Linked DNA regions of Macaca mulatta: region 2 is linked to region 1. Evidence: chromatin contacts called from public Hi-C data. All regions are on one chromosome and are shown on one strand. Each heading gives the region's core, a stretch centred on a gene start, on an enhancer-like site or on the middle of the called end of the contact. The rest is flanking DNA. Distances are from core to core; before and after follow the strand shown. Region 1 holds the start of FBXW5 (F-box and WD repeat domain containing 5). Region 2 holds the start of EDF1 (endothelial differentiation related factor 1).

What was found. A called contact is a pair of places that touch in the nucleus more often than the background predicts.
Region 2: a Hi-C map of liver shows a contact between it and region 1, with 1.8 times the contacts expected there. The contact joins the promoter of EDF1 here to the promoter of FBXW5 in region 1. A contact is called at or near these places in 2 of 14 Hi-C or Micro-C datasets (fetal cortex germinal zone and liver).

What each region holds. Positions count from the first base shown.
Region 1 is chr15:5,520,410-5,525,776 of T2T-MMU8v2.0, reverse strand. It overlaps FBXW5 (F-box and WD repeat domain containing 5), which reads right to left and starts at 2,302. Exons shown (of 9, transcript XM_015116336.3): 1 at 2,084-2,302; 2 at 1,381-1,596; 3 at 846-1,003; 4 at 292-466; 5 at 25-173. The coding sequence starts at 1,573. It overlaps C8G (complement C8 gamma chain), which reads left to right and starts at 2,612. Exons shown (of 7, transcript XM_015116337.3): 1 at 2,612-2,971; 2 at 3,906-4,042; 3 at 4,202-4,272; 4 at 4,358-4,465; 5 at 4,736-4,837; 6 at 4,922-4,960; 7 at 5,039-5,246. The coding sequence starts at 2,834. The coding sequence ends at 5,052.
Region 2 is chr15:5,599,417-5,604,968 of T2T-MMU8v2.0, reverse strand. It overlaps EDF1 (endothelial differentiation related factor 1), which reads right to left and starts at 2,382. Exons shown (of 5, transcript NM_001193597.1): 1 at 2,276-2,382. The coding sequence starts at 2,353.

The DNA.
Region 1 (5,367 bases), core at 1,053-3,552:
AGCCCTGTCCCGCCCCGCCCGCACCTGGAAGGCGTTGTTGAGCCACAGCACCGAGCAGGAGGTGATGTCTCCGATGCGGTGCAGGTTCCCCGAGATGAGGCTGGTCTCGGTGAGCCAACAGCCAAACACGTCGTAGGGCTTGTTCCGCACGCGGGACAGCAGCACGAAGGAGTCTGTGGGGAGGCCAGGGCTGGACAGGCTGTCGGCGTGGGGGAGGGGTGGGGGAGGGGTGGGGGAGGGGGGCGCGGGGGCAGGGGCGGGGCCCACCCGGCACCTGGCACCCGTGCTCACCTAGGCTGATGACAGCGATCTCGCCAGATGAGGAGTTGTGCGGCCCCAGGAACACCCCCGAGGCCAGCAGCAGCGAGTCATCCTTGTTGAACTGGGAGAACTGGGTGTAGCTCCAGTTGTAGGGTCGCATGTCCGCGCTGTGCAGCAGCGAGATGGTCAGGTCGTTGCTCCAGATCTGCACGGCGGGGGTGGCCATGGTGATCGCCTGGCCAGGTCGCGGGGCAGGGGCCTGCTACCACAGCGCCATGAGGCCCCAGCTCTGCCAGCCCTGCTCAGAGGCCACCAGGGGGCAGGGACTCCTTGAAGCCACTGTCATCCACTCTGAGAGCATCGGTATAGAGGGTAGGAGCCTGCCCCTGTGGGACCCTCTCCTCAGCCCTCAGGGCCACCCTGCACCGCTCCTGATCCTGTGGTCCCTCCGCTGGATGCAGGAAGCTGCTGTGTCACCTTTGGCCTGACCCTCCCTTCCCACCTGGTTGGAACGCCTGGGTCCTGGGACCTCCGTGCTTTCGGGGCAGCTGGGTGGGATGTGCAGGACACCTGGCCATCCTCACCTTCACAGTGCAGTCCTTGGAGCAGGACGCGAACTGGTACCCCGAATGGGAGAAGCTCAGGTGCAGGACCTGGTCCGTGTGTTCCCGCAGCGTCTGCACCTCCACGCAGGGCACCGTGTCATACAGCCGCTGGAACTCCTCGTACCAGGACGTGGCCGCTGTGGGTGGGCAGTGTCAGTCCTGGGCCCAGGCCTTCCTCCTCACAGTCAAGGTCAGAGTGTGGCCCCAGCAGTCCTGGCAGGCCCCGTGGTGCCCCTGGAACCCACTACCCATGGCATAGGCCTTGGCTGGGGGATACAACCCTGCAATTCACAGAGACACCTGTACCCCCCACCCCCCAAGTGACCCAATGAACCCTCTGGCCCCCATGCTCTGAGGGGGGCCTGGGCTGTGTCCGACAGACCTCGATCAGGGTGAGGGTGTGAGGATGGACACTCGGGGCCGCGGGGCAGGCCCCCAGCCAGGCTGACCCCCAAACACAGGAGCCCGGGGCCCTGGCTGCAGAACGTGGGCAGGGGCCCCGCACGCCACTGACCTGGGTGTCGGGGCACATCGCGGGCCACCTGGTAGTAGCGGTAGAACTGCTCCCTCCACAGGAACTCGTCCCGCGACACGGCCTGCCATTGGCGGCACACCAGCCCCGCGGCCAGCACGTCGGCCGGGCCCAGGCTCAAGAAGATCTGGTAGACGAGGCTGTCGGGGAGCAGGGGCGTGCCGCCCTCGTCCATCGTGACATTCTGCCCAGGCGGCCCTGAAACCCACCAACGGCTGCCCTCAGCCCAGGCCCGAGAAGGGAGACCGAGAGCGGGCGCCCGGTTCCTCCCGCCCCAACCGTCCTGCCGGGAGTTCCACGGGGCTGGGTGTCTGCAGGGGACGCCCGGGCACCGCCGTCCAACCAAGGACCCGGCAGCTCCGGGCGGGCCGGGCCGTCCCCGCTCCGCCGCGCCATCCCCCGGCCTCCTGCGGCCGGCAGCGGGCGCCCCTCAGCCCGCCGGGGCCCGGACCGCCGCTCGCGAAGCACGGGGACACCGGGCGCCGTCCGGGGACGGGCTTCCGCCGAGGGGAGGCTCGGGGCGGCCGGGCAGTGGCCTCCGCCCTGCGGCCCTGGAGAAACCCTGCCCGGCTGGCTCGGGGCGGCCGGCGGGGACGCGCGCACGGGCGGCCTCGGGGCTTCTGCAGTCGCCCAGAGCGGGCGGGGCCGACGAGGCGGGACCCCCGAGGGCCGCAGGCGCACTCACCACGGCCGCCTCCGCCCGCTGCACCGCCCCCGCCCCGCGCGGCCCGGACCCGCTTCCGCCGCCGCAGCCGCTCGGACGGCCGCCCCCGCCCACCGGGGAACCCGCCAGGCCCGACGCCACGAGCCCCGAGGCATCGATGGCCGAGGAAGGCAGAGAGCGCGGGCAGCCCGCGTCCGCCCCTCGTGCGCCTGCGCCTCGGGCCTCGGCGGCCCGGCCGGCTTTTCTTCGTGCGCCTGCGCGCACTCGGGCGCGTTGGGAACAGCGCCCCTTGTGGCCAACGAGCGGCGGTCGTGGGCGGGGCTGCGGGCGACACTCAAAGACCCCTGGTTCGGGACCCGCCTCCGGCGCTCCCTGTTTCCGGGCCCTGAGCAAGTGGCTTCATGAACCCCGTGACGTTGGTCATGGAGCTAAAACCACTGGGTGATGGTTTAAGGAAGATAATGTGCAAAGGGCTAAGGACTGTCAGTGGAAATCAAGGGTGCAGGGGAAATGGATAAACAACCAGAGGTCAACTCGGACTTTGTACATAGGACATGGTGCCAGGGCCCTGCCGGGAAGTGCAGATCAAAGCTGGGCTCACGAGAAAGCTGGGGGTGGGATGTGGGGCTGGCCCAGGGCTGGGGTTAGGGAGGCAAGGGATGGACATGGACTTCCTGGGCCGGGCTCTGTGACTGCACAGTAGACTCTGTCCTGGGACTTGGTGGTGCTACCCTTGGCCTCCCACAGTCCTGCCACCCTGCCGCCGCCACCATGCTGCCCCCTGGGACTGCGATCCTCTTGATTCTGCTTCTGACAGCTGGCTCGCTGGGCCAGAGGCCTCAGAGGCCACCCCGGCCCCCATCCGCCATCAGCACAATCCAGCCCAAGGCCAATTTTGATGCTCAGCAGGTAGAAGTTGTGGGGGGTAGAGGGAGGAACGTGAAGTTGTGGGGGGCGGTAGAGTGAGTCAGGTAGAAGTTGTGTGGCGGGGGGGAGAGGGTGAAGTTGTAGGGGGTAGAGGGAGGCAGGTAGAAGTTGTGTGGCGGGGGGGGAGGGTGAAGTTGTAGCGGGTAGAAGGAGGCAGGTAGAAGTTGTGTGTGGCGGGGGGGAGGGTGAAGTTGTAGGGGGTAGAGGGAGGCAGGTAGAAGTTGTGTTGGCAGGGGGGAGGGTGAAGTTGTAGGGGGTAGAGGGAGGCAGGTAGAAGTTGTGTTGGCAGGGGGGAGGGTGAAGTTGTAGGGGGTAGAGGGAGGCAGGTAGAAGTTGTGTGTCAGGGGGAGGGTGAAGTTGTAGGGGGTAGAGGGAGGCAGGTAGAAGTTGTGTGGCGGGGGGGAAGGGTGAAGTTGTAGGGGGTAGAGGGAGGCAGGTAGAAGTTGTGTGTCGGGGGGGAGGGTGAAGTTGTAGGGGGTAGAGGGAGGCAGGTAGAAGTTGTGTGTGGCGGGGGGGGAGGGTGAAGTTGTAGAGGGTAGAGGGAGGCAGGTAGAAGTTGTGTGTCAGGGGGGAGGGTGAAGTTGTAGGGGGTAGAGGGAGGCAGGTAGAAGTTGTGTGTGGTGGGGGGAGGGTGAAGTTGTAGGGGGTAGAGGGAGGCAGGTAGAAGTTGTGTGTCGGGGGAGAGATGGTGAAGTTGTAGGGGGTAGAGGGAAGCAGGTAGAAGTTGTGTGTCGGGGGAGAGGGTGAAGTTGTAGGGGGCAGAGGGAGGCAGGTAGAAGTTGTTGGCAGGGAGAGGGAAGCAGGGGAAGTTATGGGGGGTGTAGAGGGAAGCAGGTGAAGTTGTTTTGGGGGTAGAGGCAGGCAGGTGAGGGGCCCTCCCACAGTGCCCTCGAGTCCTCCCATGGCCTGTCCCCAGTTTGCAGGGACCTGGCTCCTTGTGGCTGTGGGCTCTGCCTGCCGTTTCCTGCAGGAGCAGGGCCACCGGGCTGAGGCCACCACACTGCACGTGGCTCCCCAGGGCACAGCCATGGCTGTCAGCACCTTCCGAAAGCTGTGAGTCCCAGAGCAGCCCTGCACCCTAACCCCAACCCTCCTCTCAGCCCCCGGACTTCAGCCCTGCCCTGGCCCCTGACCCCACCCCGACTGTGGCCTGGACTAGGGTTCCTGGTTGGGGTCCCCCAGCCTGCGGTGCCTCCTCCCTGCCCCCCCCAGGGATGGGATCTGCTGGCAGGTGCGCCAGCTGTATGGAGACACAGGGGTCCTCGGCCGCTTCCTGCTTCAAGGTGAGGCAGGGACCGCAGGGCATGTGGGTGGGTGGTGACGCAGCCGCCGTGGCTCTCTGACGTGGCTGCCGTGGCTCTGCCCCAGCCCGAGGCGCCCGAGGGGCTGTGCATGTGGTTGTTGCTGAGACCGACTACCAGAATTTCGCTGTCCTGTACCTGGAGCGGGCGGGGCAGCTGTCAGTGAAGCTCTACGGTATGTGGGGGCCAGCCTCTTTGACCAGGCAGGCAGGCGCTCAAGCTCTGCACACTCACTGGGCCATCCGGGGGGGCTGGTTGAGTCCAGGGGGACACACCCTTCCTCTCTCCCATCCTGACCCTCCTGCTAAGCAGAGGCCCAGGGAGGAGTAGTGACAGACAGGCCTGGTGTGGGGGCAGGGAGAGGGCTCCGAGGGGGCAGGGGACACACAGACGCCATTCCACACCGCCTGGTGCTGGGACCCCAGGAGCCCTGTCTGCCCCGCAGCCCGCTCACTCCCTGTGAGCGACTCGGTCCTGAGTGGGTTTGAGCAGCGGGTCCGGGAGGCCCACCTGACTGAGGACCAGATCTTCTACTTCCCCAAGTATGGTGAGTGTCCCCAGCAGGTCCCCGGCTCAGCCACCCCTACTCTCTGGGCTGATGTCCAGCCTGACCCCTGCCTTGGGCCCCCAGGCTTCTGCGAGGCTGCAGACCAGTTCCACGTCCTGGATGGTGAGTGCACAGCAGGGCAAGCATGGCGGCACGGTGAGGGGGGCCACTGCCACCGGCTGAGTCTCGTCTCTGCTGCAGAAGTGAGGCGGTGAGGCTGGCCCGCAGCTCCAGTGCTGAGAAGTCAGTGCCCTGAGAGATGCCCCGCCGGTGGGATGCCTGCCGCCCATCCCCCGTGAGCCCCCAGCCTCAGATCAGGGCCCTGCCACCTGGGGCGGGGGATATTCTGCCGGCTGCCCCAGAGGACAGTGGGTGGAGAGGTACCTTCTTATTAAATGTCTCAGACCCCTCCCTGACTCTTTTCTGTCCACTCTGGACCAGCGCCAGTACCACCAAGGCCCTCTCCGCCCCCGCCCCACCTCTTTAAAAGCCTGGGGCTCCCTGTTGGCTGGAGCCCACACAGTGGGCAC
Region 2 (5,552 bases), core at 1,133-3,632, 79 kb before region 1:
CTGCAGCTCATGTCTGTAATCCCAGCACTTTGGGAAACCGAAGTAGCAAAATCACTTGAGGCCACGAGTTCGAGACCAGCCTGGGCAACACAGCGAGATCCTGTCTCTACAAAAAAACAAAATAATAAAAAATTGTCAGACATTGTAGTGCATGCCTGTACAGGGAGGCTAGGGCAGGAGGATCACTTGAGCCCAGGAGTTTGAGGGTGTGGTGGGCTATGATAATGCCACTGCACTCCAGCCTGGGCAACAGAATGAGATACTGTCTAAAAAAACAAAACACAACAAAACCCCAAACTCGTTATATAAAAACCTCTACAATCAGATGTCTAGGAAATCCACAATAAACTGCTAAGGGAACACCACTTCCTTTGCTGTTGAGAAAGACGCACTAGGGATTTTTTTTTTTTTTTGAGTTGGGGTCTTGCTATGTTGCCCAGGCTGGTCTGGAACTCCTGGGCTCAGCCTCCCTCCTGAATAGCTAGTATGCGCTAGTGGATTCTTTCTGAGAAATCATATTTAGCATAGATTTACTTCTCTGCTGGACTCTACTGCAAAAGTAGGAAGGAACACCAAATGCTGGCCTGGTGTGGCCTTCCTCCCTGAATCTGGCTCCTAGTAACACAAAGATGACACATTTCATGGAAGCCTGCAGGCTCCCCAGAAACATCACCAATTACAGTGATGGTATCTCATCTACAGTCACTGAATATTAATATAATGTATTTCTTGACTTTTTTTTTTTTTTGAGAGTCTCACTCTGTCGCCCAGGCTGAAATGCAGTGGCACGATCTCAGCTCATTGCAACCTTCACACTCCGAGTTGAAGCGATTTTCCTGCCTCAGCCTCCCCAGTAGCTAGGATTACAGGCACCTGCCACCACGCTTGGCTAATTTTGTGTATTTTTAGTAGAGACAGGGTTTCACCATCTTGGCCAAGCTGGTCTTGAACTCCTGACCTCATGATCCACCCGCCTTGGCCTCCCAGAGTGCTGGGATTACAGGCTTCAGCCACTGTGCCTGGCTAACATTTCTACCACTTCAGAGAAGTGACTTGTGGAGCATCCTAAGTGTGATGTACTCACAGATGCTGCCACCCAATTATTCCCCGTGACTCCTAGCTTATGGCCATTAAGTTTCCTTTAAAAGGAAAGGAGAATGAATTTGGTTTTGACCATACAACCAGCAAGGGCAGGGCAGACCAATGAATCCCTGTCACCAGAGCCCCAGCACATCCTGGCCCAACTGGCCTCAAAGGCTTCAGCCCTAGGCCACCTGAGAGTACGAATGAGGCAGAGGTGGTGACTAAACCGTCCTCCCTATTACATCAGACTCACAACTGACCCTCGGAAACATCAGCCACACTGGTAATCTCCTTCCACAAGTACTGCTCAGGACACACCCATGTTCCACCCGTGCAACAGGGGGAGGCAAGGTCCACCTGCTCATGGGGTTCCCTGATGCAGGCACTCCCTACAGCCTGTGATGGACCAGGTAGGCTCCTTGGGCAGTATCTGACTAGCGGAGACCAGTAGAACCAAGCAGGCCCCAAGCAAAGAGAAAAGGCTCAAGGAGGAGCCTACCCTCTGTCCCCAACTCCCACTCAGGTCACTAACCTCTGTCCCAGTCACCCGGTCTCCCGCCCCAGGCCCTCAACTGCTGTCCACTGGCCCCCAGCCCTATCCCAACCCCAATTCCCCACCCTCATCGCTGGTTCCTGCTGCTTGCCCCAGTCCCCACCCCTGTCCTAAGCCCTGTCCCCGACTCTAGTCCCTGTCCTCCCAAGCCCTGTCCCCAACTCCATCCCTGCCCCCCGTTCCCAGTGCCCACCCTGGTCCTCTGACCCCTATCCTCACACAAGGCCCCAGCCTTGTCCCCGCCCCCGTCCCCACCTCCTGCCTCTGTCCTCACACCTGTCCCCACCAACAGTCCCTGCCCCTATCCCCTTCCCACCCCACCCTGGCACTGATCCCCGTCCTATCACCTGCCCCTTGCCCTGTCCCGTTCCCTGCTCCTCCTCTCCCGCAGTCGCCCGCCCCCTACCTCCTGGGTCCGCCCCCCACCTTCCCACCCCTGTTCTGGCCCGGTCCTCCTGCCACTGCGATGCTCCCCGCCCCTCGAACCCCATCCTCCCCCCGGCACCCGAGCCTTGTCCCCGCCCCCCGCGCCCCGTCCCGGGCCCCGCCTGGCCTTCCCCGACCCCCTGCCCCACGGTCCGTGGCCCCGGCCCAGCGTCCGCCCAGCCCGGCCCGGCCGCTCCTCCGTCAGCAAAGCACCTGCTTGGACTTGGCCTGGGCGGCCGTGGGGCCCTTCTTGCGCAGCACCGTCACCGTGTCCCAGTCGCTCTCGGCCATGGCGGGCGAAGGCGGGCGTCAGTCCGGCGGCTCGGCGGCAGCTGCTAGAGACCCGGCGCGGCGACGCGACGTCCCTTCGGCGCCTCCCCGCTTCCGGCGTCCCATTGGCTGGCGGCACGCGGGGGGCGGGCACTTCCCGTGCTCGGGGCCATTCGGCGTTCGGCTCGTCTGAGGGACGCCGCGGCCGCGCGCGGCTGACGTGGGGAGGGCAACGTTGGGGCCTGGCCTGGCGAGGCGCGGCGGCCGCTGGGGGCGCAGGTCGGGAGGACCCCTGAACCCGGGCCCCGCGGCCTCCCAGCACACGCGGGCGGCGCCTGCGCCTCCCCGGGCCCCGCACCCCGGCCGGGCCACGCGGGCGGAGGAGGCGCGGGGTCTCCGCTCTCTCCCCGGCCGCCCCCCTTTGTTTTGCCGCCTGCGCGGCTGGGACCTGCGCTCGAGGACCAGGGCTGTGGGGCCCGAAACGCAGCGTGGGGTGGGATTCTTTTTAAGAAAAAGAATGCAGGCCGGGCGCGGTGGTTCGCGCCTGCAATCCCAGCACTTTGGGAGGCCGAGGCGGGAGGATCACCTGAGGTCGGGAGTTCGAGACCAGCCTGACCAACATGGAGAAACCCCGTTTCTACTAAAAATACAAAATTAGCTGGGCGTGGTGGCGCATGCCTGTAGTCCCAGCTACTCGGGAGGCTGAGGCAGGAGAATCGGTTGAACCCAGGAGGCGGAGGTTGCGGTGAGGCGAGATCGCGCTATTGTACTCCAACCTGGGCAAGAAGAACGAAACTGCATTTCAAAAAAAAGGAATGGAAGACTATGAAAACATGGGTGGCAAAAATGAATGGTTTTGCATATGTTTATTTTCTGTAACATATAAAGTGTATATGTTGTACGACAATAATTATGTAATACCCTATTTTACAGCTATTTTACAGTTGTTTTGTATAATGAGAAAGGTCGTTATACATTATTATTGAACAAGATTTTTAGGATTTTTTTTTTTTTTTTTTTTTTTTTAAGATAGTCTCGCTCTGTTGCCCAGGCTGGAGTGCAGTGGCACCATCTCGGCTTCCTGCAAGATCCGCCTCCCGGGTTCACGCCATTCTCCTGCCTTAACCTCCCTAGTAGCTGGGACTACAGGTGCCCGCCACCACGCCCAGCTAATTTTTTTTGTATATTTTTAGTAGAGACGGGGTTTCACCGTGTTAGCAAGGATGGTCTCGATCTCCTGACCTCGTGATCCGCCCGCCTCGGCCTCCCAAAGTGCTGGGATTATAGGCGTGAGCCACCGCGCCTGGCCAAGATTTTTATTTTTATAGACAGGGTCTCACTCTGTGGCCCACGCTGGAGCACGGCAGCGCCCACTGCAGCCTCGACGTCTTGGGCTCAAGTGAAGGGACTGTAGGCGCAGCCCCCGCGCCTGGCTAATTTTTGTATTTTGTAGGGTAGAGGTGGGGTCCCCATGCTGCCCTGGCTTGTTGGTCTGGAACTCCTGAGCTCGTGTGATCCTCCTGCCTCGGCCTCCCAAAGTCTGGGATTACAGGCTTGAGCCACCGCTGGCCCTAATCATAGTACTGACTTCTGGGCTTTGAATGGATGAGCTTCCTGTAGCACTGCTGCAGGTTATGCTCCACAAACAAGGATCCTGGTAAGTGCAGTCTCCATCCAAAAAGACAACATAAATAAATGCTGTGTTAAACTGGAAATGCTGCATTACCAAATGCACTCCAGAGAGGAGACAACTGTAATTCTAACCAGGCAGTGGCAAGTTGAGTCTTCTGCTTACCGTTTTTCACACTGGATGACTGGAAGAGTCTTGCGGACCCACTGATGGCTCCGTGCATACAAACCTTACTTCTCTGCTTCTCACCAACTTCCAGCACCAAGCTCCGTTCAGCTAAGGACTCAACAGCCTCAGACATCCAGCAAGGATGTGACTCAACTGAATGAAAATATCCCTTGTGGCCGGGTGTGGTGGCTCACGCCTGTAATCCCAGCACTTTGGGAGGCCGAGGCAGATGGATCACGAGGTTGAGAGATCAAGATCATCCTGGCCAACACAGTGAAACCCTGTCTCTATTAAAAATACAAAAATTAGCTGGGTATGGTGGTGTGTGCCTGTAATCCTACCTACTCGGGAGGCCAAGGCAGGAGAATCGCTTGAACCTGGAGGTGGAGGTTGCAGTGAGCCGAGACTGCGCCACTGCACTCCAGCCTAGGGACAGAGTAAGACTCCACTGTCTCTAAAAAAAGAAAGAAAAAGAAAATATCCCATAAACCCTGACTGGATGTATCTCCGCTCAAGTCCCCCTTCGTTGTGTGCCAAAAATGCTTATAGTCACCCCAGTGCCACCAGCCCCCAGGAAGAGTGTGGTGAAGGCGGAGTTGGCCTGGAAAGAGGCAGCCTTGTTAACACTGCAGTTCAGTCCTCCTATGTGACAAACTCAGCCAACACCCGACCTCGTGAATGCATTGGGAGGCCCTTCTCAGAGCCTCAGAGACCCATGCAGGAGGGGCTGAGCTAGCTCCATAGTGAGCCTGGGCGGAGAGACAGGGGACAGCTACATCTAGCTGTCCTCTGCAGGTGTCCACCAGGACAGCTGTTGTCCCATCGGGCCCTCCATCAGGAGTCCAGGCCTGATGCCACAAGTCACTTGTGCCCTGTCCTTGGCACTCCCTGCACCAAGGCACGATGGATACAGGTGTCTGTGTGAGGCTGTCCTCACTGCCCACTCGTCCCACCCTGGGGTCATTTGTACGCACTCCCTCCTATTCTGGGATTCTTCCAACTTAGGGCCCGGAGGAAAGCGGCTGGTATGGAGAAGCAGCTTTGGGAGGCCTGGCGAGCCTCTCATACCTCATTGGAGATGTCACACCACTGTCGGTCTACCAGTTATCCATTTAGCTTTGTGCATGGAGAAAAAACAATTCCAAAGCTTTCTGGAGAAAAAAAAGTCTCTTCATTTCCATCTGTAGATCTTAGTGTCTCTCTGGCATAATTTTCCTCCAGCCTTTCTTAGTTCCTTTTAGTACCATCTGCTGTAGTTTCATCTTTCATTTAACTGCAAATGTCTCTATTTTGCCCTTGTGTTTGAAGGATACACTATTGTATAAACGTCATCCCACTGTCTTCCATCATTGCCAATGAGAATCAGTGATCAGTCATTTGTGTCCTGGTTCCCTAGCAGGTTATGTGACAATGTGACATGTC